2 separate regions of the Hordeum vulgare genome follow, and region 2 is linked to region 1. Evidence: chromatin contacts called from public Hi-C data. All regions are on one chromosome and are shown on one strand. Each heading gives the region's core, a stretch centred on a gene start, on an enhancer-like site or on the middle of the called end of the contact. The rest is flanking DNA. Distances are from core to core; before and after follow the strand shown.

Region 1 (2,700 bases), core at 148-2,647:
TAGTCCTAACTAAGGCAAAAAGAAAAGGAGAAAAACAGATGGCTCTCTCTTAACCATGTAGAGAAGCAGCATCAGCAGCAGCATTGACCAAACCAATTGCAACACACAAACCAAAACAACTTTAAGTGAGTTGTATGCCACCCCGTCATTAATCAAGGTGGGTGATATGGAAGCAATCTTGGGGGGATTACATTAGTGGGTTACGACTAGTTATGACTTAACCATGTTTCAATCTTTTCTTAAATGCAAGGATGCAACATCTCTAGAATAAGCAACAAGTCAACCCTCAGAGTTAATATCTGCTGTCAGCAATTAAGCACTGCGAGCTGGAACACAAGCAAGCAAAGGAGCTGAGATTTTCAAAGCGGGCGGTGACATTAGAACAAGAGCGGGAGGTGGTGGAGGCTGCTCTTATGTGCATGAAACAAAGTGGCATTAATGTATTGCTTATCTCTTCGTCATTGTATGAGGATGCGCACCGCATGGGTGCATACATAGGCCTTGCGTTTGCACCATTTAAAGACCTAAAAATTGCATAGCAGCAGCATATCTTCAAGGACCCCATTTATTCAATTAGCAAAAACCAATGGCTCAACATTCAAGTCTATTTAGTGTACTCTCTGCTTTCTTTTTTCTGCTACTAGTACTTATGATGTGCATTTGAGAGACTGTGCCAAATAAATTCCATTCAAGATCACATTCAAGTGGTGAAATCAATTGGGGGCCAGTCAAAAATTAAGCTTTCGAAGCAATTAGAAGGACATGTATTGATGAGCTTCAACTTTCAACAATACACACCCAATAATAACTGCCATAATTACAAGATGTGTCTACATCTTCCATAACCACTGTCTATATGCAGTAGGCAAGCCATTTGCAAAGTTTTAGAACTGAATCACTATATGTGTTTTAACTTTAATAAACCACTCTAATAGTATGTGAACTCTACTAGTATGAAAAGAAGAAGAAAAAAGTGTGTGGATTAGAGACTTTAACATCAGTGTTAAGCTTTCATCAGGGTAAAGAGGAAAGCAAAGCAAAACTCTAGCTGTAACCACATACCCAGGCTCGGCTTTCGCCTGTTAAATAGCCAACCTTGTGTGCATGACCAGCCCTCTCACCTCGCACTTCTCTTCCACCCAACAAAGCACAAATTATTCAACCCATCCCTTGCCACTCTCCAACCATGATTTGGTGGGTAATAAAATGCCTGTACTACATACATGAGAGAGAGAGAGAGAGAGGGGGAAGTAGTAGTAGTATGCCTCTCACTGTTGCATTAAACAAAACTAATTGACCTCTCCCCATCCATCTCCCTCCCCACTATAAATACCCGCCATCTCCATTCCAACTACACCAACGCAGCACGCTCCTAGCATTCCAACTCTCGGGCTTCTCTCGCTCCAGAGCAGAGCAGAGCATCCCCTCCCCTGTCGCTCTCACTTTCATCTGCGAGGCTCCTGCTTCTCGGACCCGACGCAAAAGTAAGCTCCCTCCCTATATGCATCCATCGCCAGTGATCTTTAATCCCTACCGGGTTGCAGCAATCGATCAATAGTACCTTTCAGAGCATATGCTAATCCATCAGTTCCATGTTTTGATGTGTGCAGACAGGGGATACCTCTGAGGATGAGCCGCAGCAACAGGAAGAGCTCATCAAAGGGCCTTGACCTGAAGCTCAACCTCTCTCTGCCTGCAAGAGGGGACTCCTCCAACAGGGCGATGGCTGACGAGGAGTCGTCCCCGAGCTCATGCCTGTCGTCGGAGAACGAGCATGGCCTGCAGTGGTCCAACAGCCCCGAGGCGACGTCCATGGTGCTCGCTGCCTGCCCTCGCTGCTTCATCTACGTCATGCTCCCCCAGGATGACCCTCGGTGCCCCCAGTGCAAGAGCCCCGTGCTCCTTGACTTCCTGCAAGACAATAGCAACAATAACAACAACACCAACAGCAACAGCAGGAAGAGCAGGAGGGGGTGAAAGAAGAATGAGGAGGAGAGGCTCCATTCGGCAGCACCGACATCAAGAAAAAGCGTTTATATGAAGTCCTAGGTCCACTAGTTCTCTTTCGTTTGGTCATTTCTTCAGTGTAACCATGATATGTCAGTATTAAAATTGTGAGACTGGCATGTATCCATGTGCTGGTGTCACGATTTTGACATATCATGGATACACTGTGGACTATATCCCCTCTCCTGAGTTCTTCTTCAGTGGTTCTAATGAAGTAGTTTGTTAGGCATAGGACCAGACTTCTTCTCTTCTGTTTCTTACTTTCAAGACAAGAAAAGTTTACCCCTGAAAATCTCAAGTTGCGCCGGATGAGTATTATTCTGAAACATCTATGACAGACAAGCTTCTGCGACTTCGCGCCATGAACACTCATCTGTTCATTCCTTTGTATCCAGACAAGTTAGTATGCAAATCCACCATACAAAGTGGAGAAAGTGCAAGAAGAACAGTCAACCCTGGAAATGGAGTGTTAGGAATTTGTCACCACAGATTAGTTGAACTAACCAATTGGCACTACAACTCCCACGCCTCAAAATAATGAGGACTCTACCTACTATCCTTGAAAAAGACATCACGTAATTAAAAAGGTGATGAAATTTCAAATTGGAGAGAGAGATGGTATTTGAAACAATCGAACAGTCTACGGTGTGACGCCATGCAATGAATACCGATTGATTTCAGCATCCATCACTC
Region 2 (2,700 bases), core at 35-2,534, 710 kb after region 1:
CATGCGTGGAGCCGACAAGAGAAGCAAGCGGCGACACCCGGCGAGGGCAGCGGTGCTTCGACGGCATTAGCTGCTTCGATTCCCATGTGCCCGTCACGAAAACGATACGGAAAGCTCAATCTGACGCCTAGGGCGCTTCGATCCAGGGTTCGTGCAGTGACTGACATTTAGGCCAGTCGACCGGTTGCCACCGTTGCCCTTAATTATGTTCTCCTTTTTCTTTTTTCTTTTGAATCGGTCGACCGGTTGCCACCATTGCCCTTAATTATGTTTTCCTTTTTTGTTTTGCGAGAGGAGAGGAAGTAGCAAGGATGGGTGGACAATGGTACCATCACAGAGAGCAACGGTCGTGCTAGTTTTGCAAGAACGCAAACGACCTTCGAACAAACCCTGTAACAAGCCGGCCAGGATCTTTAGAAAGAACAAAATCTAAACGATTCCTAAAGAATCCACAATGTTTGTGTTCAGGCAACGAACTACGCTAACTAAACGTCAGCTTCACATGACTATCTCTAAGAACAAACTATTAAGAGCATGGTTAAAGCAACATTGCCCTTGTTCACAGATCATAAAACCAATGATAATCATTGAACCAATCAGTTAGCGGCCACGCCTGGCATGCAACCGAAAGCTCTGCCGACCAACTCCAAGCAAGGGCATACGTACTTCTTCACAAAACGATACATGGTGCCGCCACGCCGTGTCCCTAGCGGCCCCGGAGATCGGCGACGCTGGCGCGGGTGGGCCGTAGATGTGTACAGGCGCGACGCCGTCCTCACGAGCGGGTCCCTGATCGCAGCCTCCGGCGGACGGCTATTGGCCTCCCGGTACTCCTTGGATGCCAACATGTCCTCAAAGCTCACGTAGGCTGGATCCGTCTCACGGCGCTTGAAGTAGTCCTTGGTTTCGTCGATGCCACCTCGTCGTATACGGCTGAGCATGTCTTCGCAGGAGTGTGTCCGCAGCGTGCCGCCGCTGGGCAGGCTCGAGGAGCCATCACTGCTGCTACCCTGGGTTCCCGAGAGGAGATCGCCGTGATTGTGCTCCTCGGTACGGTGGTCTAGTAGAGGCTGGGAGTGGGAGTGGGAAATAACCATGACCACGTCGAGATCGGGAGGAGACGGCGTAAGGGCTCTCGGCGGCGATCGGAAGTAGGATTCGGGAGGAGGCGGCGATTGAGGAAAGTCGTTGAGCGAGCTCTTATATACCCGTAGGTCCGTAACCAAGTTACGAACGAGAGGGTCTCTCACGTGGGCTTTCGCACACATCAGCCTACGAAGAAAGCACCTGATTGGGGTAATACGCGGACCTCTTATTTATCGACCAACGCGACCGGAAGTGATGAAACGCGCCCGCTCCAACTGTGTGCCCTTTTGGTCCAGCCCATGTGCAGGTCAGAGAACCCTTTTTCTCTCCTGTTTTTTATTTTTCGTTTTTTCAGCTTTCTGGCTTCTTTAAATCGAATAAATGATTTCAAAAAAATCACAAAATTTCAAAAGTTCCGAAATTTGAAAGATGTCTACAAATTGAAAATGTTCACGAATTATAAAGAATGTTTACTAAGAAAATGTTCCAAGTTAAAAAAACACTAATTTGGAAATATATTTCTAGATTTAAAAACAATGTTCAAGTATCTCTAAAATTTAATATTGACTAATATTTTGCATTTAATGAATATTGTTTGAATTCAATAACATTTTAATATTTCATGAAGGAATTTTCAATTGGGTGAACATTGTTTTGAAATTCACGAGTAATTTTCAAAACTTGATCGGTAAATTTCTGATTTGATGATTTTTTTTTAAATTTAATGAAAAAATTACTCATGGTTTAAAAAAAATCAGATTTGGAAAAATGTTCGTGAGATGGAAAAGAAAAAAAAGGAGCAAAGAGAAAGAGGAAATGAAAATGAACGAAAACAAAAAACTAACACGAAAGATAAGATGAAAATGAGAAGAGAAACGAAAAGAAAAAAAAGAGAAAATAAAACCCGGTGTGGGAACCTTCGCAAACCCGGCTCGAATTCACGTAGCAACAACCGGGGTAGTACATGTTTGTTCAGGAAATATAGAGCTACGTGACAAATAGGGATCACGTCTACCCAATTATCATACACAGAGGGAGCAACTAGTTGGAGGCTATGCCTAAGAAAACTAGCTGAGGAGGCCCTCCACGGGGCACAATTTTACTAGTGCGTCATGGCATACGCTCCAGGGCCGCAAAATGTCATGCATTGGGCATTTTTTTGTCATCAGGATGATTTTTCGTTACTTTTTGGCTTTTGTTTCATTTTTGGGTTTCTTTAGGATTTTTTGCCTTTTTTTTTTCTTTAATTTTACAATTCTTAACATTTGGCATGAGCGTGCGCTTTCGCATGAAGCACATGTGCGCTTTCCATGTGAAGCACATATGTGCTTCATATGTGAAAAAGCACAATAGTGCTTCTGCGTGAAGGGCATGCTTCACTGGGTTGGGAAGCGTTGTATTGGAAATGAAAAATTTCTTGCGCACACGCAAGATTTATCGATGGACATGCATAGCAACGAGAGGTTGGAGTATGTGTATGTACCCTCGTAAAACGTTAAGAGGAATCGTGGAATACACGATTGATGTAGTCGTACGTCTTCACGATCCAATCGTGATCTGTCCCGATCAAGCTACGAACGGATGACACCTCCACGTTCAACATATGTGTAGCGT

What was found. Hi-C and Micro-C count contacts between places; a contact is called where the count stands out from the background.
Region 2: a contact with region 1 is called in a Hi-C map of leaf, with 5 times the contacts expected there. The contact joins the enhancer-like site here to the promoter of LOC123426677 in region 1. A contact is called at or near these places in 3 of 6 Hi-C or Micro-C datasets (leaf and seedling).

Annotation. Positions count from the first base shown.
Region 1 is chr2H:465,131,670-465,134,369 of MorexV3_pseudomolecules_assembly, forward strand. LOC123426677 (protein GL2-INTERACTING REPRESSOR 1) reads left to right here and starts at 1,398. Exons shown (of 2, transcript XM_045110545.1): 1 at 1,398-1,484; 2 at 1,611-2,359. The coding sequence starts at 1,630. The coding sequence ends at 1,977. It overlaps LOC123426679 (a long non-coding RNA gene), which reads right to left and starts at 1,712. Exons shown (of 3, transcript XR_006622293.1): 1 at 1,622-1,712; 2 at 1,063-1,530. LOC123426678 (a long non-coding RNA gene) reads right to left here. Exons shown (of 3, transcript XR_006622291.1): 3 at 1,824-1,911.
Region 2 is chr2H:465,842,782-465,845,481 of MorexV3_pseudomolecules_assembly, forward strand. No RefSeq gene overlaps it. Among protein-coding and RNA genes, the nearest start is that of LOC123426680, 170 kb to the left of the region's middle. Within about 2 kb of position 1,285, at least 3 of the 3 cell types and tissues checked have open chromatin away from gene starts, as enhancers often do. A contact at or near this core is called in leaf and seedling, where this site is marked.